2 separate regions of the Gossypium hirsutum genome follow, and region 2 is linked to region 1. Evidence: chromatin contacts called from public Hi-C data. All regions are on one chromosome and are shown on one strand. The core of a region is the stretch at or near the end of the contact, and the rest is flanking DNA. Distances in the headings are between cores, read along the strand shown. Region 1 has its middle 52 kb from the start of LOC107955215. Region 2 holds the start of LOC107954802.

Region 1 (6,504 bases), core at 2,782-5,281:
ATTTTAAACAACATTTTTTATTAAAAAACAACATTTAATTCTTTTTTGAAAGATTAACAGCTAAATTTAACTTAAAATAATAATAATAATTATTAAAGTGGAAAAAAACTGTAAAACTAAATTTATCACTATCCCGAAAGTTAATGCTACAAACTATCATACACTCATCCTTATTATTTTTGGATTTAAATAGAAGTGCATCAACAAACCGAGATATTATTTTGTAGATTATTCCTACCTCGTCAATCATGATTGATATTCAATAGTCATGTAAAAATATTTTTCCACATCAACTTCCTCCTTGGCCTATTACTTTCTTCTTCTTCTTTTTTCTCTTCCTACCTGCAACCTTTGTTCCCCACATTCTTTTCTTGCGAAGCCAAAACAACTACGAAACAAGTGACGAAGAAGAGTTTGAAGAAGAAGAAAATGGGTAGGATGGAGACCCCATGGCTACCACGCCACTTATAAGACCCAAGTCGAGATCTGGTAATTGGACGTCGAACGACAATAATCACTTAACCAGCTCCTTTTTTCACATTGCTCATTTGGGGTTTTTTAGTTTTAAAATTTGTTAAGTAACTAAATCTTTTGAATCTGTTGATTTTGGGATTTTCTATTTCTTTTATGAACAGATTTAGAGAATCAAATGGAGGGAAATGTTTATTCCAACATTAAAAAATTACTTTTTTTTAAATAAGAAAATATTGCTACTATTCTTGAAATTGTATTTGAATGTTTGATTATTATGTTCTCTTGTTTGTCCAAAAGGGGATTTTTATTTTATGAATGCCGTTGATTAAAACTGTAGGAGAAAGTAACGATCCGATTACTTTAGCCATGTTAGATGAAGAAAATATATGCTTAAATGCTTTTTTCATCATTTAAAATCTGGGTAGGCAAGAAGGAAGGTGAGTGAGCCGGCAATATATTTTAGTGATGTGTAAAAATATTCTTACACGGTAATTCATTATTAATGGTCTATATAATAATTATTAAGGAGTTGGAATGGATTTTTTTTTATACCTACAAACGTAAATAAACCAAGAAAAAAAGTGCGCATTGCATGCTTGTATATTTCAACAAAAAAAATATATTATATCTCCAACATTAAGCAAGTTCTTCTTCACCTCACATTTGTTCACCCATAATGGGAGCATCGGTGTATCTTTTATTGATAACTGTGATCCAACCAAAAGAAAAAGTAGGAGATTGATATATTAGTAGAATAAGACGTAGCGACATATATGCATCATAGTTGAAAGGGATACAGGGAAACCATACGTACAACAAAAAGCAAAGAAACAGATAAGAGTCCACAAAAGTAGCAACCTTTACGATTCGAATAATGAATAGGGCGTTTATTGTCATAGATAGGTTGATAAACATCAACCTATCTACAGTAAGGGCTATTACCCTTACAATTTTTGTTATGGTTATCTGGGTTTGGTGGTGGAAGACATTTCGAATAACTAGGACCGCAGTCCTTTTGCTTTACCGCTGGCTTATCCTTTGTAAGCGTGCTGTATATTTTACCGACAGTTTTATCGACCCCGAGGATTCTGATAACGGTAGAATCTATCATCAACAAATCCAGCTCCGACTCCAATTCTTCCCGGATCCCGCAGCCGCGGAGAAAGCCATTGCACTGGTAAGTGGCGTTGCTCCTCAGTACTAGGACGGCGTCTCTGCCGCTAATTGGTTTTAGGAGAATCATCATCATCACTAACCCCGCCAACTCACGAAACCCCATTTTCTTTTCCTTTGTTTCCCCTCGCCCTGGAATGGGAAAGCGCGGCCTGCTCACTTTATAGAGGGTAGAGGAAAGATTAATTAATTATTGGAGGCTAATATATTTAACAAGTCCTTGAACTTTGTTACTTTATTTTAATAAGCCCTCATACTTTTGTTCCATCCAAATAAACCTTTAGATTTCAATTGGTACCTAAATTTAGTCACTTTATTTAAATAGGCTTTTATACTTTCCATACATACAAATAAACCCTTAATCATTGACCTATGTCTAAGTTATTATTATGTAAAAGTAGGCTATTGTAAATTATATTGTATTTTTTAAAAGTTTTTAACACTTATGTTAAGGGTTACGTCTAGTAGGAGTATTATATTTTATGTGTGTTTTAGTATACGAGTTAGAAATGATCTAATTCAATTGATCATATGTAATCATACTCATAACTTATTTTTAGCAAAGATATTGAAAATTTGGCATATGTTTTTTTTTTAATAGTTTACTATAACCATGTAGGACACTTATCAACTCCCTTACTCTACTTGTGGAGTCTATATTTTTTTTTCAATTTTGTACCAAATTATTTTCATTATATTAAATTATTTTCATTAAATTTCTTTAACATTGGGTGAATATGGTGTCCAATCAAATTGCATTGATAGCACTCAACATATTCGAAATTTAGATATGAGTATTGTGTTGTTTTATTTCCAAAAATAGACAAGTGAATATTGGAACGTACACGTATGATACTAAAAATATATAGTATTTTGAGGAACAGAAATGATAGTATTTCTTTTTCTTTTCTTTCCGTTTTTTGAGAAAAAAAAATGATAGTATTTAAAAGAGAGAAAATTTGTATAAATTAGATTTTACATAAGGACTTATTTGGCACTCCAATTTTATTTATAAAAAAAATGTCATTTTAACCCTTCATTTATTATTTTTATTTTTTATAGTCCTTAAACTTTTATTTGTTGTCAAATCACTCCAAAATGGGTAGAAAAGTTGTTAACTTTAGTAACGTGGCATACACGTGGATTACCATGTCGATGATACATGAAGATTTAATTAATTTTTAAAATTTTGAAAAAAATTATATATAAAAATTATTTTTAAAAATCATTAAAAAGTATTAACATTATAAAAAATATTTTTAAATTTAAAATAATTAATTAAATGCTTACATGCTACATAAGTGGGAATTCACATGTATTCCACGACAAGAAAATTAACAAATGTTAACATTTTCATTCATTTTGAGTTAATTTCACAAAAAAAATACAAATTTGATGGTTAAAAAAAGGGAAAAATAAATGGAGGGCTCAATTGACTTTTTTTGGGGAATTTTTTTTTTGTAAAATTGGATGGCCGAAAAAACCATTACACCAATCGATTTGGGCACACTCATGTTGTGGGAGAAAAATATATTCATGTAACAAATACCTATATATAAAAATTTAATATAAGTAGCATATGAGGTTTTGGTTGAATGGTTAAATATAAATGTGTGAAAGTAAAAAGGTACGAGTTCAAATTCTATTATGTGTGCATGTTTTTCTATTTTTCTATATACAATATATAAAATGATAAAAATAGCCTTAAAATAATATAATTTATTTTGTAAAATAAGAGTAATTTCATCTTTATCAAATGAGTTGATATTTGGTTAACCTAGGACACTAATTTGACCAAGGGCTTTATAATAAATATATATACATACATGAATTTTAATTTGGTGTAATTTACACATGGAACTTAAATTGTGGCTTATATGTATACATGAAATTTTAATTTTAATTCAATTGTACACATTTAATGAAACGGATCCATATATTTGTTTTCATGTTGAACTAACATAATTCTCTGTGTATATAATATATAAACATAAAATGACACTAATTTGATAATTTGATAATGATTTGAGAAAATTGAATGAAACAAAATTTTTTTATATAAAATCACTCAAAATTGAAGCTTGCGTATAACATTACACATTAGATTAAAATATCAAAAATAATATTTCTCTATATTATTTCCCTTTTAACTTTCCTCACTTTTACCTTTTTCTTTTCTCTCTTCTTCCTTTCTTTTTATCCAAACAAGGTATTGATTCAAAAAAGGGATAAAACTAAACCAATTAAACATATTATTAAGAAATTTGGTAAAATATATAATGAGGAGAAATTACAAACCCATGCCAACAAATAGTTGATGAAATTACAACTTTCAATTCACAAAATTTAAAAAATCAAAAATTCATAATATCGAAAAACACCCAAAACTGTAACAATGACCCATTAATTGTAGTTTAATTTCAGAAAAGTAAAGAAGGGAATAAGCTTTAGCTTTATACCTTTTTTCTTTTGTCCTAATCACGCATTACCAATAAATAAGTAAAAAGTAAATCAACAAAAAATATAAACTAGAATTTAGATTCTTATCCTATCAAATATAAAGAATTTAGAGACATATTTACTTTATAAACTTAATTTATTGTGAGTAAAAATAAAAATTAAATATAAACATATTAGTCATAAATTTAATTATAAAATTTTAAAAATAATTGTTTAAGCATCCTAATTTCCTTCAAGATCTTCATTATATTCTCACAAAGAAATGGTGTCTCAAACATAACAGAATTGTTCCCAGACGGTTTTCTTATTAATAATAATGTATATATATATTAGATACTTGGTTTTAAATGGCAATAATTTATTTAAATTTTGACGTTTACAAATGGAATTTCAAAAAAAATCTATAATGTGAATATGAACATTTGCATACAACCTTATTATATATATAATAACAAGATACAAAACCATAATATTGACACAAATGCTACATCTCTATTTCTTTTCTATTTATGTTTTATAATTATTAATTATCTATTTTTTATAATAAAATTAGATTAAAGATACATATTAAATTTTAGAAAAATATACAAAGTAATTTATCCCTTAAAAAAACTATCTAAAATTTTAAACTATTGCTATTATCACTTATAAATGAAAAAAAAAGCTAAATAGATAATTTTTTTAAAGATAAATAATTTTAGAAGTATATATGGATAAAAATAAATTTTAGAATTAATAAATAATAATTTTAAGAAATGTAATTCTTTTTCACGAGACCTTTTTTTTAACAACTATATTATTTTTTATATCTCTCTTTTTTATATTTAATTTCTATAGTTTTTCTCTCTCTTTTTTTAAGATAATTTTTATAACTTTTCATTTACATTTGAAAATGTCATTTATATTTAAAGAAAAACAATCTATTAAAATCTAAGAAAAACAATCCATTTATATGTAAAATTCTTTCAATCAAAGAAAAGGAATTGTCACGTCTCGAAATATGGATTAAATATTCAGGTTAAATATGTAACTGTTAATTTATTTTAATTTTCTATTTGAGCATGCAATTGGGCTTCTGATTGGGCAAGATCTATCAGAATGTCAAAAATTGTATCGGAACCTCTGGATTTTCTAGTGTAGAAAACCCTAGTGTGTCAAAACCCTAGGTATTTAAACACATTTTCTCATTGGTCGGCCCCTTCTTTTTGCCACCCTTAACACTAGCATTCTCTTTTCCTCTCTTTTCTTCCTCTATTTTTCTTGGCTGTCGTACCCTAGTTATCATCGCATCCCCCACCAATTTCACTCCTCTTGTCAAATCACCTTTTGTTCGTTCAAACCCCATTAGTGTTTAGAACTGTCAATAATTATTTCTAGTTCCCAATTGTAGTAGGTTGGTAAGTGAAACTCCCTATATTAATTGGACTCCATTTTCGGTTACACAATCAAGTTGTGGTTAACCCTCTTTAATTTTTTGCAATCGGTTTCTACTAGATCTTCTTGAAACCTTTAATGTCGATTCCTAATGTGTGATGTTTTTTGTGTATGTCAAATAAAAGATCTGATCTAGATGAGAATGGATCGGATCTGAACAGTATAAGTACACCGGATGAGTGAGGGTCTTGGGCGAACGTATAGGTGAAGGTGTTTGTCTTTATTGTTTGTTCCGTGTATGTGTCTTAATAGTGTATAGCCGTGTATGTATGGGTTAGGCCAAATATATAAGGGTCTGTTTCTGCATATTGGTTCTTGATTTTGTCTATTAGTGTTATTACAATATCCTAATGGTTTTGATTGTGACAAGTAAACATCCTCTGTTAATTCGCTGAAAAACTATGAGTACTATTTGGTTAAAAACTCAACCGTGTGTCGTAAGTATGATAATTGATAAATGCCAAAATTAACATGTTTTATCTTCATTCTTAATACGTTTTTAGAGTATTATTCGATTTAAAATGGTGAATTTTATGCTCCTAATCCTTTAAATTCACGTTTCTATACTTATGAGAGCATTTGAGGGCAAAAAGAGTAAAAGTGAAAGAAAATCGAAGCAAGTTTCAGGAGCCACATGGGCTAAACCATTTTACACGGCCTAAACACACGGTCATGTGCCAGATCGTGTGGATTTCATGAATTCCACTCCAAACATGCAGGAAAACACAATTTTTAGGTTTTTCGGGCATTTTAAGATCTATATATGACAAAGATAAGAAGAGGGAAGTAAGTCGTCATAGAATACTCAAGAAAATAACTTAGAAAACACCATTGAAGCCTACTTCAGAGCAAATTTCCATCAAGATTGAAGATCTCCTTTTGATTTCTTTGAAGTTTATTATGAGTTTCTTTATTTCTTGTGGTTATATTGTCTTTGATATGTTTTTATTTGTGATTATAAAC
Region 2 (6,504 bases), core at 1,909-4,408, 210 kb after region 1:
AACCAGTTTTTCTTATCTTGGTTGTTGACTGTGAAGCATGAAGCAGTGAATTCGAGCTCCCCCTGAGCTTGATTTTCTTCAACACTTGAGCCTGATTAGACTGCTATTGTTGCTGTTGCACTTTGTTTTTACAAATTCTAAAATCGTGGCCAAATTGCTTACAGTTTTTACACTGCACACCAGGTCTTGTCCAGTAAAACTTTTCTGAATGACCCATCTTTTTGTAATTCGAGCATGGTGGATACTTTTTCTTTTCACCATCTCTTTTTAGCCTTTCTCTTGCTTGATGCCATTTCTTCTTGCCTTTGTTGCTTGAAAAGCATGGAGTTTCATTGTTTCTCGCTTGGTAAGCACCTTCTGTGTGCCCTCCTTCTCTGCTCGCTCTTCTTTGCTCCAAGCATATAGAGCATTTATGAGCTCTAATAGATTGATAGTTGTTAAATCTCTCGAGTCCTCCAAGGATAAGATCTTGGACTTATACTTCTCTAGCAGTGTTGTGATGACTTTTTCAACAACCCTTCGATCACTGAATTGATCACCAAGAAACCTTATGTTGTTGACAATGGACACGATCCTGTCTGTATACTGCTTGATCATTTCAGTTTCCTTCATCTTCAAGTTCTTAAAGTCTCTCCTCAAATTCAACAATTGTTGTTGTCTTGTCTTCTCAATCCCTTAGAACTCCTCTTTCAACTTATCCCAGGCTTGTTTGAAAGTTTCACAAGCCATAATTCTTGTGAAAATAACATCAAACACACCATTCTTAAGGCAAGACAAAGCCTTATACTTCTTAGCAGCTTCATTGCTATGCTGTCTAATTTGAGCTATCATTAGATTAGCTCACAAAGGTGGTGGTTCTTTGTTTGAAACAACAACTTCCCACAAGCCATATGCCTGAAGATACGTCTTCATCTACACTACCCAAATATGGTAGTTCTCTCTAGAAAAGATAGAAGATGGAGGTGGTATAAAGATTCTAGATGATATTGCAATACAAACAAGATACAAACAACACTCTGTGTTCAACAAGAAAACACTCAGAAGTCCCTCAAAGGCTAAGGCTCTCGATACCAATTGTTAGAGTTTAGAGAAGTTGAGAGAACAAAATACTGAGAAAACAAAGAAAATACATAGCATAAATTTTTTACTGCTATCAAATTTTCTCATCTTTTTTTCATTCAACAAGAAATACAATATATATACGGGTGTAGTGATTACACGAAAGTCAACTACCCCACTAACACACCTTGGAAATACAAAGATATAACTTGTACATAAACTGATTAGGTAAAAGTCAGAACCTAAAAAGTTAAATCAATACTAACTCTGCTTATCTAACAAGTGATCTTAGCAAGTAGACTAATAAAAAAATATCATCATCAGCATATGCAAACCCTTTTTGAAATACGTTAGGTGGTTCGCCAACAACATATAAATAGCTCACACTTTGATGAGCTCACAACATTAGTTGAGCTCGCAACCATGGAGCTAGCAGACTTGCTTGAGCTCACAGCTACATAGGAAGAGTTCACCACTACATGAATGGCCACTTCAGAATAGAGGAAAGGAAATTAAGAAAAAGAACATGTAGCATAGGCGGAGCGGGCAGGGCCAGAAATGAAATTTTTTACTTTTAGCTCCTTTATAATTTATAAATTTTAAATTAGTGTATGATAAAATTGTACATCGACACTAAAAAATATAACATTTTTATTTGTTCCTTTAAAAATTATAAAGACATAGACTATTAAAAAGGTAAAATTATATTTTTGTTATCATAAAAATATATTTCCTAATTCCATTAATTACAAGCTAACTGAAACATTAAGTAATATTAAAATATAAATTAACAAAGAAAATCTATTATATTGTATATAAGTTTAAAGGCTTATTCGGGTATCAAGTAAATTTAAATGGCTTATTTGAATGTAATTAAAGTATACAGACTTTATTTAAATAAGATAACAACATTCAAGGGCTTATTTAATATATTAGCCATTATTGGATTTATATTTCAAATATTGATACCTATTAATTTAGAGTGAATATTTAGTATATTAGAAATATACTTTTTATTTATTTTACAATTAACCTTAAAAATTGACATGTATCTTTTTTTTAAATATATATTTTTTAATAATTTATTATACCCTATAACACACTTATCAATCTCTTAACCCTGCTTATGAAGTTTAAAAACTCCAAAAACAATATACCAAATATTTTCTTATAAATTTATGTTTTATTAGTGAAATAAACGATGACCGATATTGTATTTATTTTTTAAAAAAATTAATAATTTTGATACACTGGTGGTGGAAACTTTTAACTCTTTAACTGAATTAAGATGTCGCCATGTTTCCTTAAGTTGTATTTAAAAATTTTTAAAATAAATAAATATGACATGTAGCAAAATCTTAATCGCGGTTATGGAGTTAAAAATTTACATCACATGTGCACCAAATAATTACCTATAATATATTATCATGTAATTTATGGGTTAATATTTGGTAAACTCAAAGTGTGTTATGTGTTTTTTTAAATATTTTACTAAACCTCTCTATAGGACACTTGTCAACCCATTAGATTTACTTGTAGAGTGTAAAAACTTAACTATTAGTGTACCAAATATTTCCCCGTAATTTATTGATAGTGTATAAAATTATACAATATTATTATATTAAAGGTGAGTATTTGATATACTGGTAGTGTACTTTTTTTTATTCTTCAAGTAGCTTTAAAAAATTGACATATGTCTCTTTTTTTAATATTTTACTATAACCATGTAAGACACTTGTCAACTCCCTAACTTTACTTCTGGGTTCTAAAAACTTTATTAAATTGTGTATCAATTTTTTTTCATTATATTAAATATAACCCTTACCTAAATAATATAAACAATGGGTGAACATGATATCCATTCAAATTGCATTAATAGCTCGCAACATATTCGAAATTTAATTATGAGTATTGTGTTGTTTTATTTCCCAAAAAAGACAGGCGGATATTGGGACGTACACGTATGATACTAACAGCATGTTTGGTTGGGGGAATAGGAATGCATTCCCCCGCAAATCGGTAGGCCCACCCCCAAACAAACGTTTGGTTGGTTGTAATTGTAATACAGCCTTATTCCATTCAGCCTCTATTACGTGAGAAGCTTTAATAGCCATTCTTTGCCTTCAGCACTGAATAGCTATTACGTTCCGCTCTCTTTTTCCCATTTTCCAAATTTTGCCCTCCTTCATCTTCTCCTTCATCTGCCGTCAAACTCACTACACAATTTCTGCCCTCAAACTCATTTGCCATATTTTAGATACTCTCATTCATCTTCTCCCATAGATCTGTAACTTTCTCTCCTTCTGTTTCCATATTTCAGATAATTTTTAATTCAGATTCAGATTTCTTGCCCGTCAAATAAAAATCCACCCGAATCACTTATTTTTTCCCTATTAAACAAAAAGCTCAAATCAAACCCCAAAATCCAGAATCTCACATCCTCTAAATTGCCAAAACGGGAAAAAAAGAATAAAGAAGACATGAGGACACAGAAGAGGTCGATCCATGCGGTGTCGATGTGGGTGAGACGACAGCCACCGAAGGTAAAGACTTTTTTGGCGGTGGTATCGGGGATGGCGGCATTGGTTCTTCTCCGAGTCATTGTAAATGACCATGACAACCTATTTGTCACCGCCGAGGCTGTCCATTCTATCGGAATCTCTGTCATCATCTATAAGCTCACCAAAGAGAAGACTTGTACTGGTAATTCCAAAAAAAAAAGCTTCTTCTCTCTTACCAGTTGATAAAAATTTCAATATTTTGTTATTGGAATTGTTTTCGATCAATTTGTAGCTTCAATTTAATACTTATTGCATGGATTTTTTTTCTTAATTTAGTAGTTTCAAGAACTCATTAAGGTAATGGCTAAATAGCAAAATTTTGAAGAGTTTGATTTGCTGACTTTGTGCCGATTGTTTTTTTTTTTTTTTGCTATATAGCTGTTATTAGGTTGAATTTCCGGCTTGATTTCTTGTTTCTTTCGATTTAAGGTATCTGTTTCTTGCTATTCTTCTCCATGAATGAAGTATGGGTAGAATGTTGGTTGATAAAAAAAGGTAGCTTTTGGACCAAAAGGAGATGTTCTTTCTCTCTTCTGACTTTCCTGCTATGTATAAAGCTTGGTTGTTGTTAAAATCCGCCTTTTGATATTGGCCTTTTCGTTTACACAAGATGGATGAATGAATTGATTAACCCTCAATTACTGGTTAAATATGTTTTGTTCTCTTTCTTTGTTTTTTTTCCATGTGTAGGTAGTCTTCTAACTGTCTATTGAGCTGTAACTTGTCTTCAGTTCTTCTTAGCACTTGTTTATTTTAAATACCACTTTGAAAGTCACCTTATACCTCACCCTTCTAGTTTTGATTTAATATATTTTATCTGGCAACCAATTGAACAAAAATTGTTGAAGGTATTTACATTTTTTGTATTGCTACGCATAGACACGTTTTAGCAATACAATTATATTCTTTGTTCCTTGAGTGGATTTATTCCTTTTTTTAACATATTGTAGAAGTCATATGGGCGTTTGAATTTGGATTCAAGTTGTCCCTTGTGCAGTACTAGCTCTGTGTATTCATCCAACAACTTCCCATAATCTACTGAACCGGATTTCCTGGGCATTCTGTGCATATCTGGAAGCCGTTTCAGTTTTACCTCAGTTGCGAGTGATGCAAAACACCAAGGTAAAAATTACTTAGATGGCAGATTTAATTTTATAAACAAGGTTTATAAGATTACCATGTTTAACTCACTTTTTTGTGCTTTCAGATTGTTGAGCCTTTTATAGCTCATTATGTGTTTGCGTTGGGTGTTGCAAGGTAATAATATTATCCCGTCTAAATAAAACAGTTACTTAATATTTTCATTTCAACTTGAGGTATTATTCAAGTAAGGTAAATGAAAAGGGCCATACTTTGTTAACATTTCGTTTTTGACTCATATACCATGGTAGTCTCAAGTTCAACTCTGTTATAATTAATAATAACAAGAAGCATGTCCAAATATGAATTCTCTCCTTTAAATGGATTCTGAATTCTTCAAACTCATGTACAAATATGAATTCCCTCCTTTAAATGGATTCTAAATAACCACGCGATGAATTCTCTACACTTTTGATTTTGCAAATATGCATATTATGATTTTCAGGGACAAAGTTCTTTGTAGTTTGTGAACCTGGGACACAGCACATGGAGGCTCTCTTAAAAGTTGTTTATGAGCTCTAAACAGATTATGTTTTTAAAAACCCCTTCTATGATATGGAGATGCCCATACGATTCGAACTCTTTGACATCAACCTGACACAGGCAGTACAGAAGGATCGTGTTGCGCTTTTGGGGCCGTAAGCTGTCCTGGAACCTTTATCTTACCAAAATGTCACCATCTCTTATCTTCATCCGTACACTTTTGATGGAAGATTGCTATCAAGTTTGCACCTGTGTATTGGGATATCATCAAGCTCCTTTGTTTAGCTCATAAGTGCTGAATTATTTATAACATATGATGATTTCTGGAGTTGCTTCTCCCAATTAACATTTATAAAATTAATGAAAAAATCCTTTGAATTATTTGCTTGCTATTGTTTTTCAATCTTTATCTAGGAAGAAGTTACAGCAGGTGAGATCTTATGAATGAAACATTCATAGTGAATCATTTGCATTCATTCAAAAATTAAATTATATATATTATGATTTCATTCAAAAATTAAATTATATATATTATGATTTTAGTAAATTCATATAAGAATATGTAATATTAAGAATTTTATTAAATTATATATTTTTATCTAATTATATTTAATAATAATTTTAAATTATATTTTGTAGTATTATATATTATGATTTTAGTAAATTCATATAATAATATTTTATATTAAGAATTTTATTAAATTATATATTTTTATTAAATTATATTTAATAAAAATTATTTTAAATTATATTTTATATTATTATATATTATGATTTTAGTAAATTCATATAAGAATATTTAATATTAAGAATTTTATTAAATTATATATTTTTATTAAATTATATTTAATAATAATAACTTTAAATTATATTTTATAGTATTATATATTATGATTTTAGTAAATTCATATAAGAATATTTAATATTAAGAATTTTATTAAATTATATATTTTGATTAAAATATATTTAATAATAATTATGTTAAAATATGATTAAATTATTTATTATTGATATTAATAATCTTATTAAAATTTAATAACAATAACAATAATCATTTAACTAAACAAATTTCTGCTAAGGGTATTCTAGTCATTTTAGGTTTTTCCCTTATGCTATTTCACCTCCATTTCATTCAACCAAACACAAGAATACTATTACGCCTCTATTCCATTACATTCAACCAAACAATAGAAATTCCTATTACGCCTCCATTTCATTCAACCAAACACAAGAATACTATTACGCCTCTATTCCATTACAT

What was found. A called contact is a pair of places that touch in the nucleus more often than the background predicts.
Region 2: a Hi-C map of leaf shows a contact between it and region 1, with 3 times the contacts expected there. The contact joins the promoter of LOC107954802 here to the enhancer-like site in region 1. A contact is called at or near these places in 8 of 34 Hi-C or Micro-C datasets (callus, leaf and an unstated tissue).

The regions. Positions count from the first base shown.
Region 1 is chrD07:48,937,105-48,943,608 of Gossypium_hirsutum_v2.1, forward strand. No RefSeq gene overlaps it. Among protein-coding and RNA genes, the nearest start is that of LOC107955215, 52 kb to the left of the region's middle. Within about 2 kb of position 4,032, at least 1 of the 9 cell types and tissues checked has an H3K27ac peak or open chromatin away from gene starts, as enhancers often do.
Region 2 is chrD07:49,145,849-49,152,352 of Gossypium_hirsutum_v2.1, forward strand. It overlaps LOC107954802, which reads left to right and starts at 3,159. Exons shown (of 4, transcript XR_001699692.2): 1 at 3,159-3,762; 2 at 4,571-4,742; 3 at 4,828-4,877; 4 at 5,206-5,624.